Regions from separate parts of the Zea mays genome. Here region 2 is linked to region 1. Evidence: chromatin contacts called from public Hi-C data. All regions are on one chromosome and are shown on one strand. The core of a region is the stretch at or near the end of the contact, and the rest is flanking DNA. Distances in the headings are between cores, read along the strand shown.

What was found. A called contact is a pair of places that touch in the nucleus more often than the background predicts.
Region 2: a contact with region 1 is called in a Hi-C map of leaf, with 2.1 times the contacts expected there. The contact joins the promoter of LOC732770 here to the enhancer-like site in region 1. A contact is called at or near these places in 6 of 25 Hi-C or Micro-C datasets (bundle sheath, endosperm, leaf and 2 more).

Annotation. Positions count from the first base shown.
Region 1 is chr3:179,256,563-179,264,502 of Zm-B73-REFERENCE-NAM-5.0, forward strand. LOC100285416 (embryogenesis-associated protein EMB8) reads right to left here. Exons shown (of 14, transcript NM_001158309.1): 9 at 5,771-5,819; 10 at 5,415-5,471; 11 at 5,144-5,274; 12 at 4,919-5,002; 13 at 4,740-4,806; 14 at 3,892-4,642. The coding sequence ends at 4,184. Among protein-coding and RNA genes, the nearest start is that of LOC100285416, 13 kb to the right of the region's middle. Within about 2 kb of position 2,884, at least 20 of the 20 cell types and tissues checked have an H3K27ac peak or open chromatin away from gene starts, as enhancers often do. A contact at or near this core is called in bundle sheath, endosperm, leaf and 1 more, where this site is marked.
Region 2 is chr3:179,487,471-179,495,410 of Zm-B73-REFERENCE-NAM-5.0, forward strand. It overlaps LOC732770 (probable ion channel POLLUX), which reads left to right and starts at 3,836. Exons shown (of 12, transcript XM_008676553.4): 1 at 3,836-5,052; 2 at 5,182-5,250; 3 at 5,343-5,960; 4 at 6,148-6,330; 5 at 6,666-6,725; 6 at 7,086-7,289. The coding sequence starts at 4,438.

The DNA.
Region 1 (7,940 bases), core at 1,634-4,133:
AGAAACCCGAGAACGCACTGTTCGAACAGTTGATTTTTAGCCCATCACCAGACTGTGTGGTGTGCACCGAACTGGTACTATGATGTGTCCGGTGCAACTCAACAACAATGGCTAGTTGTCAGAACTAGAAGTTGGTAGTGCACAGTTGGTGCATCGGACTGTCCAGTGTGCCCATGCGCAGAGTTTGTTGCAACAGCTAGTTTTTGATGGGTGGGGTATTTATACCCCTCCATCAGCCATAATAAGTGTCTTGCTGCCCCAACCACCTATAATTTCTTGCTAGAGCATTGCAAGTCCATAAAGCCTAGTGAGATGATTAGCAAAATCATAATCCCATGTTAGGACCTCATTAGTGCGTATGAGAGCCACCTAGAGCGCACACCGCATGCATTATGCTTTTCTTGGTCAAGTGAAAGTCTATGGCTTATTACTCTTGGTGATCGGCATCACCTAGATGGCTTGGTGGCGATCAGGAGCTCGGTGATCACCCCACAGGATTTGTTGGTGACCTGACTCGATGATTGTACGTGATCGGGAGGGATCCACCGCGCCGAAGAGACAAAGGATGATCTCATAGTGAGCACTTGGTTCTTGCAAGGACCAAAGGGGAGCGATACCCTTGTGCGGGTGCTCCAACGAGGAATAGTGGAGAGTGCCGACTCTTCGATATCTCGGAAAAAATGGAGGAGTCTTCTTGTCCCTACTTTACTTTCCGCATTTTACTTTGTGTATTTGCTTTGCTAGTATTTGCCATAATGACTTAGGGTTGTTCTCCATTTCATACTTTTACCTTTTGCTAGTATATTGGGTGAAATTGGGCTCTTGTTTAGGTTTAATATTTTGTAAGAATTTTAGAAAAGCCCAATTCACCCCACCCCCTCTCTTGGGCATCATGATCCTTTCAGCTTCCATCCAACATATTTAAAAAACACGTAGCCAATATGGATTTAATGGATCAACTATGATTCTAGATTAAGGGCTCATCAATGCAACCATCTCCCTCAATGGCAAGTATTTGCTTTGAGATAAAAATGTGTACTATAGTTATTGAGTTCAGGAGCGCATGACTGATTACTATAACACTTTAGTTTTGGTGTATTGATCTATTGAGGAGTAGAAATTGTAAGCTAATAGATTAAGCAGTTAAGAAATTAAGTTCTAAATATATGCGAATAAGCATGATATCATTGTGGAAATGTTGGGTTAATATTATTTGGGCTCGGTTGGACTGGGTCGTAGAACCGAGCCAAACATCTCTCTCATAACCTAATCTGGGACGCAACAATCTCGCCCATACACACACTAACGAGATAAATCTATCTCCGCGCGGAAACAGAGGGAAGGCCACCACCACTGCTAACTACATCGACCATCGAAGTCACCTTTCCATGACGACTCCTCTTAATTGCGAAGGTATACTCCTTGATTCTTCATTTTATAGTGGATAAAATAACGAGCTAAGATCCTTTATACATAGATACCAGAACTATATTTTAATATATCATAGTTAAAATTACACCTTAAAAGTCATTAATAATCAATAGCATTATGCTAATTCTGCTTGACAAAGCACTAGTTTATTGCAATCGGTGGTCACTAAATCAACTCTCATCCTCATGAACGCTTGCCATGCATGCTACTCCTCTCTTAGGCACATGAGAGAATTTAGAGTTTGTTTGTAATTGTTTGCTTTACTTTTTCACTCTAGTCTACAAAATATAGGGGTTGTTTGGTTTCTCTAACTAAAGTTTAGTTCATGATGTTTGAATATCATTTATGAGTATTAAATATAATCTTAGTTAGGTTTAATAAATTTGTCTCACTTTTAGTCTTCATTTGTGTAATTATTTTTATAAAACTTTAGTTGGTAGAACTAAACATTCTCATAAATGTATCTTGATAAACTCTGTTTTAGGAAAAAAAAAGACTAGAACAGTATCTAAGAGGTCTTATAAAACTCTAGGTTTTTTAAAAAAAGTTGCTCTATAGCAGAGTGTGTGAAATAAAGTTGGTGGAAAATCTTAAATAACTCTTAATCCTTAATAATGAAGTTTTCGACAGCTAGAGTTGGAGATTGTCTGCAACGGTTTCTCCTAAATTTCACCGTTATACTCCACTTTTGTGTCACGTCATCTAGATTATATCCTTACTTTTCTCTCTCCCGCACCGGTTCTCCCTAAATTTTTCATATACCTCACTACAATCATAAAATACAATTTCCTATATCTCACGTGCACACAAAACAATAGCTAATTGTGTTTAGAGTTGCCCCTAGATCTTAGGAGAGAGGACGTGGTCCCCTTATACTGTACCCCATTTAGAGGACCACGTTGCGGCACTTAGTGGGCAAGCGTAGCCCCTACGGGAGCTACCGTGCGAGGGGAGGAGGCTACGATGGTGCAGCTAGTCTAAGGCTTAGAAGACCGTGTAAATAGACGTGCAAAATACTATTTTATATTTAGACGATATTGTATACAGTGTGAAACTTAAAATAAAGAGTGAAATAAGAAGTGTGATAGGTAATATGCTCTAGATAGTCTAAGGCTATCCGCAAGCGTTACCCCTAAATTTTTCCCTCTATATCACTTTTTTTGGTCACATCATCAACATTTTACCCCTATTTTTTCATCTCCCGCAGCGATTCCCCCTAAATACTCCCTCTATACCCCACTACAACTATAAAATATCATTTTCTATATCTATTATCAATTTTTTATCTACTAACAATTACTCGTGGACCTACAGCACAGTGTTGGTGGATAAACAGTGACACGCTATATCTGGGGGGAGAGATGATGGAGCCGGCGCTTAGGGACACTGTAGGGACAGCGCTGGGGTCATAAAGTGTCACATGCAGGCGCCATAAAAGGGGAGGAGATGCCTAGCGTTCACCGCTGGGCGCAGCCTAAGGCTGCGAATGCAACGGTGCAGATCACGCAATCCAGTCCTGACGACGACACACGCGCGCCACAATGGCACGGCCCTAGAAGAACCACACGCGCATCCTTTTGACATCACCAGTGAGGTCACACAGGGAAAAAAACAAAACAGATCCACACAGAGAACACCGGGGCTCTGCTCCTCCAGCAGTCCAAATCAGTACCGGGTGGCCAGTGTCCAGTGGCCCCACCCCCTCCTCTACTTAAAATAGGGTCGGCCATCCTCTCTCTCGCTTGAAGACTTTGCGAAACGCAACGTGCAGTAGTACACTTGACAATTCGAGGAGCTATGGTGTCAGCGTCGTGGGCCTCTTTTATTATTATCGAGAGCAAGACAATTTCCACCACGGATTGTGGTTGACCACAGAATTTGATAACATTCTGAAATGTAGTGCAAATTGCAAGGGTGAAGCAATATCTTAGAGGAAGACAGCGAATTAGCAGGTGAGCAACTGTCTAGAGAAAGTCCAACTGACTTGCGTAACCCACAAATAAATATGAGACTTATCCTGCAAAGAGTGGTCAAGTTGATCTCCGAAACTTATTCAAAACTCAAGGTCAATCGTCACAGGGGAAGAGTTAATATCTTAGAGCTAGTCTAAGAACTTTATTTTTTCAAGAGATTTTTATTGAAAATGAACCTATTTATTAAAATTCTTTGGAAAAATAGGATTGTCACACTAGCCCTATGAATCCAGGGCACACATGCGTGCAAGCCAGAGCACCAAAGTGAAATAGGGAAAAGCTGAGAGAGATTCCAGTGGCACGGAAACGTGCACGTACCAAGCCGCAAAGATTTACTAGATCATTGCAGATTTGAAATGGTCGCTGTGACCGTAATGCCGTCGCCACATCAAAAGGTACTGCTCTTTCCACCCACCAACAAAAAAGTAGTAATAAATTAAAATTAAAATTCCCGCCTCAACTATCTGATAGTTTTTACCGTTCATTCACCACACGTTTCGCATCCTTTGGATTAAAAATAATGTTAAGCTCGACAGATGCCAAACAGCAAATCCAGCCAGATTTACCGAGTAAAATTACACAGATGCTTATCCTGCGTATTATTTTGTTGTAAATACAATACAAATTACAAAGTATCAGTTTATCCAGGCGCCCCCAATGTTTGCTGATGATCGGTGATGATACTGTACACAGGAGCTGTGACGACCCGGGGAAAAATGGCCTTCGTAGCTCAGAGGATGTTGCATGATGTAATTGTAATAACATAATATAAGTATGATTCATTTAGCTCGCAACGGATTCCTGGACTTTTTCCGGAAGGTGATGAAAGCTAGGGAGCCAAGCAGCGGCCAGGATGTTACAAAAGCAATGTAGGCAAGCAACCAGACTGACCTCCCTTGGTATCGAGTCAGTTGGCTCATAGATCTCTTGACAGGAGCAATTATCTCATGAAGCTTATTGCTGTGGATGTCATCACCTTGCTGTTTTACTGGCTCTGCAGGGCTGTCGTTTCCCACTCCAATGGAGTTTTCATTATGGTTCAATGCAGATACCACATTCTGTTGTCCACCGCCCGCCTCGTTACTTAATTGTTCATCAGCTGCATGGTTCAAAGGTGACCCGTCATTGCTAGGGCCATCTTTTGTTACCGCAGCTACCATTCCATCTTCCATGAGATTAACATACGGACTCTTATCAATGGAGGATTCCAAAGACGAGAGCAAAACATGATCATTTGCCTGTATTTAATCATGAGATGAAATATTTTAGTGAACATACAGAAAAGATCAGCATTCAAGAAGGCAAATTTCATTGATGAATTAGTGTCCTGCACACCTTCTGCCTATGCATGTAGGAGCTGTCATGAAGAGCAGAAAGGAACTCAGAAGTAGCTCCAACCCACCTACAAAATATATCAGATGACATCAAATTCAGATTATCCATTAACAGAAGATATATGTGCTGTAATACTGAATGTTGACAGCATGTAACTTTCTGATTTATAGAAGACATACCATAGTCTCCGCGCAGTTAGTCCTTGAAAGAATGCAAGATGACCACCATTTGGAGTAGTTGCTAAAACAATGTTCTTATTGGCCCTAAATCAAATCAAGACGCTTCTGATTAATACATTCTTATGGGCCATAAATCAAATAAAGATCCTAGTGATGAATTAAAGATTAATACATAGACAGAACTGTTCAGAAATGAGGAGCATGAGTTCCACAAGAAAAATTCACCTGCATTCATCCCAAGGAATAGCCTCCCTTGTGCAAAGAGGATCATCCAAAGCATTGATACAAAGCAAGGGAACTGACACATTTCCGACGTAACTAGCACTACTGCACCGGCGATAGTAAGTATCCACTGTCTGCAAGGGGGAAAAAGATCACTGCACACGATCAGATATATTCAAAATTTTCAACAATATCAGCCGTTACAGCAGTACTTGAAATATTATTTGTTTATAATAGAGAAGTGATTGCCATAAAAGCAAATGATAGAGGGTACCTCATATCTTGAGACAACACAAGTAGCATGGTGGTCAAACTCTCGGATAGATCGTGACTGCCAAATTAGAGAGAGAAGAAAAATGAACAGTGTGATATCATACAGTCATCAAGAGCCCATCAATAGAAACAACAAATTACTCTAATCTAAGAATTCAAAAGGCTACATAATTAGTCAAACAATTGGCATCTTGAAGATTACCCTTTTCATAACACAGACTAGCAAACCACAAGACTAATCAAGAGGGCATGGAACCTTTTTTTTAAAAAAAATTAAAGAGGTTTAGGTTTATAAAAAATGTAAATACTATATAAACAGTTTGATACCAAGAAATATTGCAGGGTATGGAGTCAAACCTTTTTAATACCTTCCCAATTTGCAAGTCGGGCCAAGACAGGTTGATGTCTGCAAAAAGGCAAAGGTTAATGTGTCCTCAATAGTGAATAATGACCATGCTCTTATTATTTGTGACAGTGCTAGGTGGGTGGATTGAGTCCACCATTTGTGCATTTACTTGGAATTTCCATTCCTAGAAGGCAGAATGCAGTTATATTGTCATAATGCCTCTGACTGCTGTGCAAGAATTTTTACTATAGTGAAAGCAGCACTGCAGCAGCAAGCAAAGGATAGAAAACAGATAGCACAAGTAACCCGTGCAATCAGGCATGGAGGATCCACATATCTAGCGCCTCTTAGTTTCAGGAGAATACTCAGCTGCTTGCAAAAAGAGGACTGTCCCACCCTAATTCTTGCCCACTTTCTGATCAGGCTGTGGAGACAATTCAACACTGTCTGGCTACTTGCATCTTCACTAGAGAAATCTGGTTTCTCTTATTCTCTAAATTGGGTCTACAAAGTCTTGTTCCAGAAGCTGACGACTCTTCCTTTTATTGTTCTCGTTTTTGCCTTGGATCCTCTTCTTTTGCATGAGATAGAAATAAGGAATTCCAGAAATCGAGGCTTTTTCTCACTTGATGGTAAGAAATCCCAGGATCTAGAAATTCATTTCGTACAATTGAACCTTTTCAAACTGTTTCTTTCTGAGAACCAAAAAAACTTGTGCCAAAATAACAGATGCGAAGAAAAACATATTAGATGGTGGAGCAGAATCACTGCTCTCATCTGTTGGAGTCTAGGCTTTGGTCGTTTTTCTTTGGTGTAGTTAGTCATGGATGAGTTTTTGTACGCTTGTTGGTGGCCGCAGTAAGGAGGCCTCTAGTTTTGTACTGGTCCGTTAGGACCCTTTTTCTCCTCTTAATATAATGTCACGTAGTCCTCCTGCGTTTCGGAAAAAAAAGGAGAATACTCAGCTAAGTTGGTTTATGAGGGTCTATTCAGTGTGCTGTCCTGTTTAGGCCATGGGAGCCAATAGGGAAACCATGGGCAACACACAAATGCCATTTCTTCATGTGGTTGGTCGCACATAACAGGTGTTGGACTGCTAATCGACTTGCATGACGGGGTCTAATACACCATGCTCGATGCCCAGACTGTGATCAGGCTGAAGAGACGATCCATCATCTGCTCATCACCAGTGTCTTTGCATAACAGTTCTGATTCAGCCTGCAGGTCCTTCCACCGCAGCCTGGAGAGACGTCCTTTGATGACTGGCATGTCTAGAGCTAATGATATGGTCACCGTCCAGGCACAGCAAGGCCACTTTGGAATCATCTCAACAGATGTGTCTTTGATGGAGCTCCACCAAACGTTGCTGGAGCTTTTTTTGCTCACCAGCAAGGAGATGCAGTTGTGGTATGGCTGGGACTTGTGGTAGTTCCTACCTGGATGCTCTAGCACCAGGAGGCTGTTAGGTGCTTAGGTCAAGCGCTTTTTTATTTATAGTAAAGTGTGCCCATGTAATCTAAGAAACTTTGGGGCGTGGGTGACTGTAAGAGCTCCTACCACCCTTTTATTCTTCTTTATTTAATTAGTATAATGATACACAGCTCTCACAAGTCACAAGCAGAAAGCATATAAGAACACTCTTAGATATGTTCAGTTTCAGGCTCTAGACAGGTATTAGAATCATTACATTTGAATATTCCAACCATCCAGAAATACTTTGACCATGGAAATATATCGCATTTACTTGTACATCGCCCTATAAAACTATGGTCCAGTCACTTTTTGTTCACAACTACTCCCTCCGTTTCAATTTATAATTCGTTTGACTTTTTTAACATAAGTTTGGCCGGCTCGTCTTATTCAAAAATATTCATAATTATAGTTAATTTTTGTTGTGATATTGTTTAGCATATAATATACTTTAAATGTGGCTTTGAATTTTTTATTTTTTGCAAAAAAAATGAATAGGACGAGCCGGTCAAACGTGGCACAAAAAAGTCAAACGAATTCTAATTTGGGATGGACGGAGTATTACACAATACAAGACCTTTCCAAGCATATATACTGCTATGCTCAAGAGATAAATTGAAGTTTCCAGATTCCGGTGTACCTTTTAAGATGTGGCGATTCTGTAGAATAAAAGTAGAGTCTCGTATAAATGTATAGAGTGTACACAGTTTA
Region 2 (7,940 bases), core at 2,586-5,085, 230 kb after region 1:
TATTCCAAGTTCATCTTTAGACTCTTATTGCCTCTTTGTATTCTTATTGAAGATTTTGGTGAGGCAATGGGGTTAAAGGGCCAAGATTGATCCCGTTTTGGTGCTTGATGCCAAAGGGGGAGAAAATAAAGGCCAAAGCGATAAATGGATCAGCTACCACTTGAGAGATTTTGAAAATAGTAGAATAGAGTTTTTGTTTTGTTTTGTCAAACTTTTTTATTGTCTCTCTTGTCAAAAGTTGGCTTCTTGTGGGGAGAAGTGTTGATTATAGGAAATAGGGGGAGTTTTTGAAATCTTTTGATCAATCTCTTTTGGAATGACTCTCTTTATGCTTCAACATGTGTGTTTGACTTGGAGATAGAGATTTGAGTTTGATTTGCAAAAACAAACCAAGTGGTGGCAAAGGATGATCCATATATGCCAAAATTGAATCAAAATCAATTTGAGTTTTATTTGAAGTGATTTTGCACTTGTTCTAGTTGCTTTATGTTGTGTTGGCATAAATCACCAAAAAGGGGGAGATTGAAAGGGAAATGTGCCCTTGGGCCATTTCTAAGTATTTTGGTGATTGAGTGCCAACTCAAGTGCTTAAATGTGAATTTATGCCATGGATGAATAAAGTGCAAATCAAGAGCAAAGGTATGTTTCTTGGTCTTAGTACATTGGTTTTGTGTACTAATATACTTGTCTAAGTATTGGAAACAGGAAGAAAAAGAAAAGAAAAGAGTTGGCTGTGTACAGCCAGCAGGCTGCTTCGGTCTGGAGCACCGGACTGTCCGGTGGTGCACCGGACAGTGTCCGGTGCGCCAGGCTGCCTCAGCCGAAGAGGCCGCTCTCGGGAATTTGCTGACGGCGTACGGCTAAAATTCACCGGACTGTCCGGTGTGCACCGGACTGTCCGGTGTGCACCGGACTGTCCGGTGAGCCAACGGTCGGCCGGGCCAACGGTCGACCGCGGATTCTGCGCGCGACACGTGGCCAAGCCAACGGTCGGAAGGGGGCACCGGACTGTCCGGTGTGCACCGGACATGTCCGGTGCGCCAACCGCTCCCAGATCTGCAACGGTCGGCTTCGCCATTTAAGGAAAGGAATCGGGCACCGGACACTGTCCGGTGTGCACCGGACTGTCCGGTGCGCCCGATGACAGAAGGCAAGGATGGCCTTCCAGATTTGTTCTCAACGGCTCCTAGCTGCCTTGGGGCTATAAAAGGGACCCCTAGGCGCATGGAGAAAGACACCAAGCAACCTTAGAGCATTCTTGATCATCCACACTCAGTCTTTGCGCATCCGTTTGTCATTCTCAGTGATTCGAGCTCCGTTCTAGTGAGAACTTTGAGATAGTCTTTTGAGCTCGATTCTTGGTCGTGTGTGTGCGCATTTTGCTGTGGATTTGTGTGTGTTGCTTCCCTCCCTTACTCCGTATTTCCTTGTGAATCTCAAGTGTAAGGGCGAGAGACTCCAAGTTGTGGAGATTCCTCGCAAACGGGATATTGAAAGGAAAAGCATAACACTGTGGTATTCAAGTTGATCATTGGATCACTTGAGAGGAGTTGAGTGCAACTCTCGTCCGTTGGGACGCCACAACGTGGAGTAGGCAAGTTTTGTACTTGGCCGAACCACGGGATAAACCACTGTGTCTTCTCTGTGTTGATCTTTTGTGGTATTGTGTTTTGTTGAGACTCATCTCTAGCCACTTGGCGATTATTGTGCTAACACTTAACGAGTTTTTGTGGCTATAAGTTTAAGTTTCACAGGATCACCTATTCACCCCCCCTCTAGGTGCTCTCACTAAATACTCAGCGTACCAAGTCGTCCCTTGCCTACACCCATTGGGGGGATGCCCAGGAATTATCAGTATATTTTTTCAAAACTGTCACATCCGAGCAGTGCGTGCAATGAATACCTCAAGACAAAAGGGAGATATCAGCAAGGATTAAAGGAAAACCAAACATAGCCGGTGAAGTACAAGTCTGATCGACAGAAGCGACATGAAGACTAGCCAGGGGACGTCTATCGAACGTCCAATCAGTTGCAGATCAAATAAATTGCACCACCTAGCAAGATATGGGCAGATCATGAACTCGGCCTCAAAGACAAAATACACGCTGATCTCTAAAGCATAATATCAAGGATATAATGTCGACCTCTAAGGCATTCGACAAAAAGAGAGGATGATTCTCAGCAAAAGAGCACAAAATGAAGACCTTCGAGTGGATTATTTTAAAAAATCCACTCGAAGCTCGGGGGCTACACCCATTGGGTGCACCTTCGGCGCACCCAATGAATCGTCATCTTAAATCAAGACAATGCTGACCTCTAAAGCATAGGGCAAAATCAAAACAAGGCAGACCTCCAACAAAGTACAAGTGGAAAATAAAAATGATTTCTGATAATACTCGAAGTGAAGACCTTCGAGTGGATTATTTTCAGAAATCCACTCGAAGCTCGGGGGCTACACCCATTGGGTGCACCAAAGGTGCACCCAATGAAGTTCAAGGTCCTACAGTACGGAATGCTGACCTCCGAAGCGCGAGTCTGGGACAGAACACCAATTTTCGAGTGATAAGAGCAGAAGGAGACAGTAAGGAATCGTTTCTATCGGATTACCCAGAGAAACATTTCCTGTCACAAACAAAGATCGCAAGCTGGACCTAGGATCTTTGGGCCGATTATTTCAAAATCAACCCAAAGATCGAGGGCTTGTGGGGGACAGATATCCCCTGGGTCCACTGGAAGGATAAAGACCTCACGAAAGGCCCAAGGGCCCAATAAATCGTAAGGTCATCCCTTCGTGGGCCTGGGGAGGAATGACCAGTGAAGCGGATTGACACAAGGCCGAACCGACGCGAATCCAGACGGCCCAACGACTTCGAGCGAGTAATCACAACAGAGACCCGACCTTCCCGCGCTGGAACCCCGTACAGCGAAACCAAGCGAGGATGAGTCGGCGGAACTATAGGAAGATAGACTCAATCAGTCCACTATTTCTTAGGTGCACATTGTTATCATATCTGCATGTATTGCCCCACGGTCGAATATATAAGGCCTAGGGGGCACCCCTTCAGAACGATCGAACTCACTACTAGCCACCCACCCAATTCTCTGCGCTCTCAGGGTCAGAGAACTCTCTTGTAACCCACCAAGTAAAACACTCTCGCCAGAACGTAGGGTGTTACGCATGTCAAAGCGGCCCGAACCTGTAAACCACTATCCATTTTTCCTCGTGCGTCCAGCACGAACCATTTAGCTACAGTCGGCAACACCGTCCTACTCCTAAAAACACCTTGAGGGGCAACCCCGGGTGTGCGGTCGGACCCAAAACACTGACAATTATCATGTTATTATATGTCCCCGTTGCAACGCACGGGTACTCACCTAGTATTTTATATGACATTAATAGCCACACGACACCCAACAACAATACATCACATAAATCTAACATGTAACAAGAAAACATTGTCTAACTATGCAAAACAACAAAAACAACGGGTCGACGATGCTTAACCAAACACTACCTAAAAGATTGGTAGAAATAGAGTTAGTTGTTGAGTTTATTTACTATTGGGATGCACACTTATTTTACTAGGTAAATATTACCCATGACTAATCGGGTTTGAATTCTGATTTCCCGTACCCATACCCACATACCCAACTCTTTTTTCCAAGAAATTCCCATTTTTACAAGAGAAATAAACTAATATCTCTTTTAAAAAATAAAAATCTTAAAAAATGGGGTTTCTAAACTTACCCTTATAAAAGAATTCCTAATGAGTTAATGGATATCGGCTCTCCATTGACACCTTTAATAACGTGCATGCTGTTTGTAATGTAATATGTCGGCATGATTATTTGTAACCACAATCCGTCTAAACAACGGTCACATCGGCTTCCCTCCCGCCCCCACCGTGGTGCGGTACTCCGGTGGTATCTGGATGCTCGCCGGCTGAACAACAGCGGCGCGAAGATCTTGTGCTGTGGCCGTGGATCCCGCAGGGACTGACGGACTGTGGAGATAGGCCGGTAGGAGTGTAGGACCAAGTGGGTGTTCGATGGGGCAGAGGCGCAGAGCGGCACGGGCGATCACGCGATCGGCCGCCTTTGCGGCCGCGCACGTGACTCCCGTGCGATCGCCGCGCTGCCGTGCCGCCTGGTTGTGCCTCCTCCTGTTCGGCTTCGGCCGTTCCCTGCTTGATCTCGACTTGCTGTAGCGGTTTACAGTTACGTGTGCCTCCATTAGCTAAAGGCCAAACGGCTCCGCATCGCGCGGTGGGTGTGTCTTACAGGTAGGGACGCTAAGAGGTGGCCCGCGGGTCAGAGTCGCTGGTGAAGTGGGGTTAGTGGGGGCGGGTATGTAATCATCGCAGGGTTAAAGGGCCATTTGGGTGTGGTTTATTATTACCACGAGGGGAGGGGAGCTCGAGCTCGCTGCTAGTGCTAATGGCGGAGAGCGATGGTGGCAGCGAGGCGCAGAGTCCGAGCCCTGATCCAAGGTCCGGGGACGGGGCGAACCCTGACCCGCGCCCGCCGCGGCCGCAGCTCACCAAGTCGCGCACCATCTCTGGTTCTGTTGCAGCCTCCATATTGGCCGCTGATAGGGTAGCAGGAGGAGGAGGCGGAAGCGGCGGAGGCGGTCTAAGGGACAGCATCCTCGTTCGCCGCTCCTCCACGGCGCCCCTCCCGCCGTATACGGCGTCAGCGGCGGGGGCGTCCTCGGCGCCGCGGCGGCTCACCGTCGCCGTGGACGACCCCTCCTACGCGGCACCCAACGGCGGCGTGCTTGACCGGGACTGGTGCTACCCGTCGTTCCTAGGTCCGCACGCCTCGCGCCCCCGCCCGCCGCGGCAGCAGCAGACCGCGACGACTACCGAACGCCGAAGCGCTAACCCCACCGTGCCGGTGCCGCCGAGGGTGGCGGTGTCGCAGCGGGAGGAGGAGAAGAGCCTGGCCTCCGTGGTGAAGCGCCCGGCGCTGCTTGAGGAGCGGAGGACGCCTCCTCCTACGCTCCCGCCCCCACGCGCTCCGCGATTTGATCTCTCTCCGTATCTCTCACTCGTGAGTCATGCTAGCTGTATCGTTTGCCTGCCATAAAAGCTGGTCGTAACTTTCACGACTGATGTGCTTTTTTTTTTACACACTGATGACTGCGTGCTATTTTGGTCCATTTCCGTTGAGTTATGGCAGCTGCTGGTCATAACTATCGCAAGCTCTACCCTCGCTGTTTGGCAATGGATAAAAGTTATGGGCCTCCAGGTTATATCTCTGTGATCTGCGAAATTATGTGCTAACTGCTTTGCATCACGGTTCACGCCACTAACAATTTAGAAGTCTTTAAATTATGCCAGGAAAAGATCAGATCATGCAGCGAGGCCAATGCTGGGGACCGTGATGGTACCGAGAAGGTGTCTTGGATTGACAGGGACCATGGCTCTGCTTTTTTTGGTTCGCGGAGATGGAATTTAGCTCAATCTAGTACCATCTTTGCTCTTGCAATTCCTTTGTTTCTGTTTAAGTACATTGATCTGCTCCGACGCAGACAAACAAATTCCATGAGAGGAAGAAGTGGTGAGGAAGAAGTACCTCTCAAGAAGAGGATCGCCTACAAAGTTGATGTGTTCTTCTCAGGACACCCATATGCCAAGCTTCTTGCCCTCCTATTAGCCACCATAATTCTCATTGCTTTGGGTGGAATTGCGCTGTATGTTGTTAGTGGAAGTGGATTCCTGGAGGCTCTCTGGCTTTCCTGGACTTTTGTGGCAGATTCTGGAAACCATGCCGACCAGATTGGCTTGGGGCCGAGGATTGTATCCGTGTCAATTAGCTCTGGAGGCATGCTGGTGTTTGCCACAATGCTTGGGCTTGTGTCAGATGCAATATCAGAGAAGGTGGATTCTTGGCGCAAGGGAAAAAGTGAGGTGATAGAGATCAACCACATACTAATCCTCGGATGGAGTGATAAGCTGGTAACATTCTGATGGAAATCTGTTTTAGTATGTAAAAAAGAGATATGATCTGATAATATGCCCTTCATTTTTGTACTTTATCCTCTAATACCACTGAGAGAAACTCTGCAGTAAATGCTAAATTCTATCTTCTTCAAGGTTGATATGATTGGATAGCTCGCCTCACCATATCTGCACTATGGACCAGGGCTCTCTTCTGAAGCAGCTAGCTATAGCAAACAAGAGTATTGGTGGTGGTGTAGTTGTTGTTCTAGCTGAAAGGGACAAGGAAGAGATGGAGATGGACATAGCAAAGTTAGAATTTGACTTCATGGGAACATCTGTAATATGCAGGAGTGGCAGTCCTCTAATTCTAGCAGACTTGAAGAAGGTAACTTTTTCAGAGATTATTCTCATCTGGTTACCTTCCCTTCTCCAGACCCCACTTAAGACTTGTTCGGTTATTCCTATCCCACGTGGATTGAATGGAATTGGAAAAAATCATGAAAGAATTTGACTTGTTCGGGATTTAAACCCATTCAATCCCACCAAATCCACATGGATTGAGAGAAAAACGAACAAGCCCTTATGTGGGCTCGGTCTCCCCCTCTATTTTTTTCTCATCTGGTTATACTTGCTCCATGTTCTATGCAGTACTCCTTTTGATGATTTCATCTCATTTCATATTAAGATCTCAAATAACAAACATCTGATGCTTTTTTTCAGGTTTCTGTTTCTAAAGCACGGGCCATTATTGTTTTAGCATCTGATGAAAACGCAGACCAAGTCAGTAATTTTGTTCTACAGACATTTAATATTTGGCAACATATCTAGTGTAAAACGTATTAGAGTGCTAACATGCTAACATCAAATCTAGTCCATCGAATCCACCATCTACGGCTGAGTGCAATCTCACCTTCTCTCTTAGACTATTTTTTAAAGAACCATGAACATTTTCACAGAATAGAGCGTCGTCTAAGGAAGAGGTGGTGTGATTGCACTCAACTGTAAATGATGGATTCAATGGGCAAGATTTGATGTTAGCATGTTAGCACCATAACCTTTTTTACAGTATATGTTGCCTTAATATTTTTGGAGATAACCTTTAATATTATTGCATATGCTCACATTATCTGTGTCCCCTAGAGTGATGCACGGGCATTGCGTGTTGTGCTGAGTCTGACTGGAGTCAAGGAGGGTCTAAGAGGCCATGTTGTTGTAGAGATGAGTGATCTTGATAATGAACCTTTAGTGAAACTGGTTGGTGGTGAACTAATTGAAACAGTTGTTGCCCATGACGTGATTGGACGTCTGATGATACAATGTGCACTCCAACCTGGCCTTGCACAGGTACATCTCAGTGAACTATATTTGTCCCTACAATTTTACTTGAATCATGTTATTTTAGGATTTCTGTGTGACATCATTTTTCTCTCTACACAAATGTACATGTATACAAAAGGCTCTGTTGCTATTGCTTCGGATTTACATGAATCAAAGTTCTGAAGTTGTACTGTTTGTTAGGATAGGGAAACCCCTAACCCTAATTGGGTAGGAGCTGTATTAATATATACCCAAGTACATGAGCTGGGCCAAGACCCATTACATTAGGAATAGATACACAATCATCTACCCCGTACCCCCGCAGTCACAACTCTAGCCTATATAGATGTTGAGACTGGACTGAAACTTCGAGAACACCATTGTCAGGGCCTAAGGAGGCCTACGGAGGGGCTGCGGCAGCAGCAACCATGGGCCCTCCAAGGGGTATTAGATAAGGATAGTTAGAGATAAGATTAGAAGATTAGTTGAGATAATTTAGGAGATTAGTTGAGATTATCTAGGAAGGTTATCAGTTAGTTTGTTGAGAGTTTTTAGGAGAGTTTTAAGGAGATAAGGATTTGTAGCTAGACAGGAGCGGCCAATCAGCCTATTTATGTAATGAATAGATGAGAAATAAAGTAGGCAAGAATTAGAAGGGAGAAACCCTCCTCTTGCTCG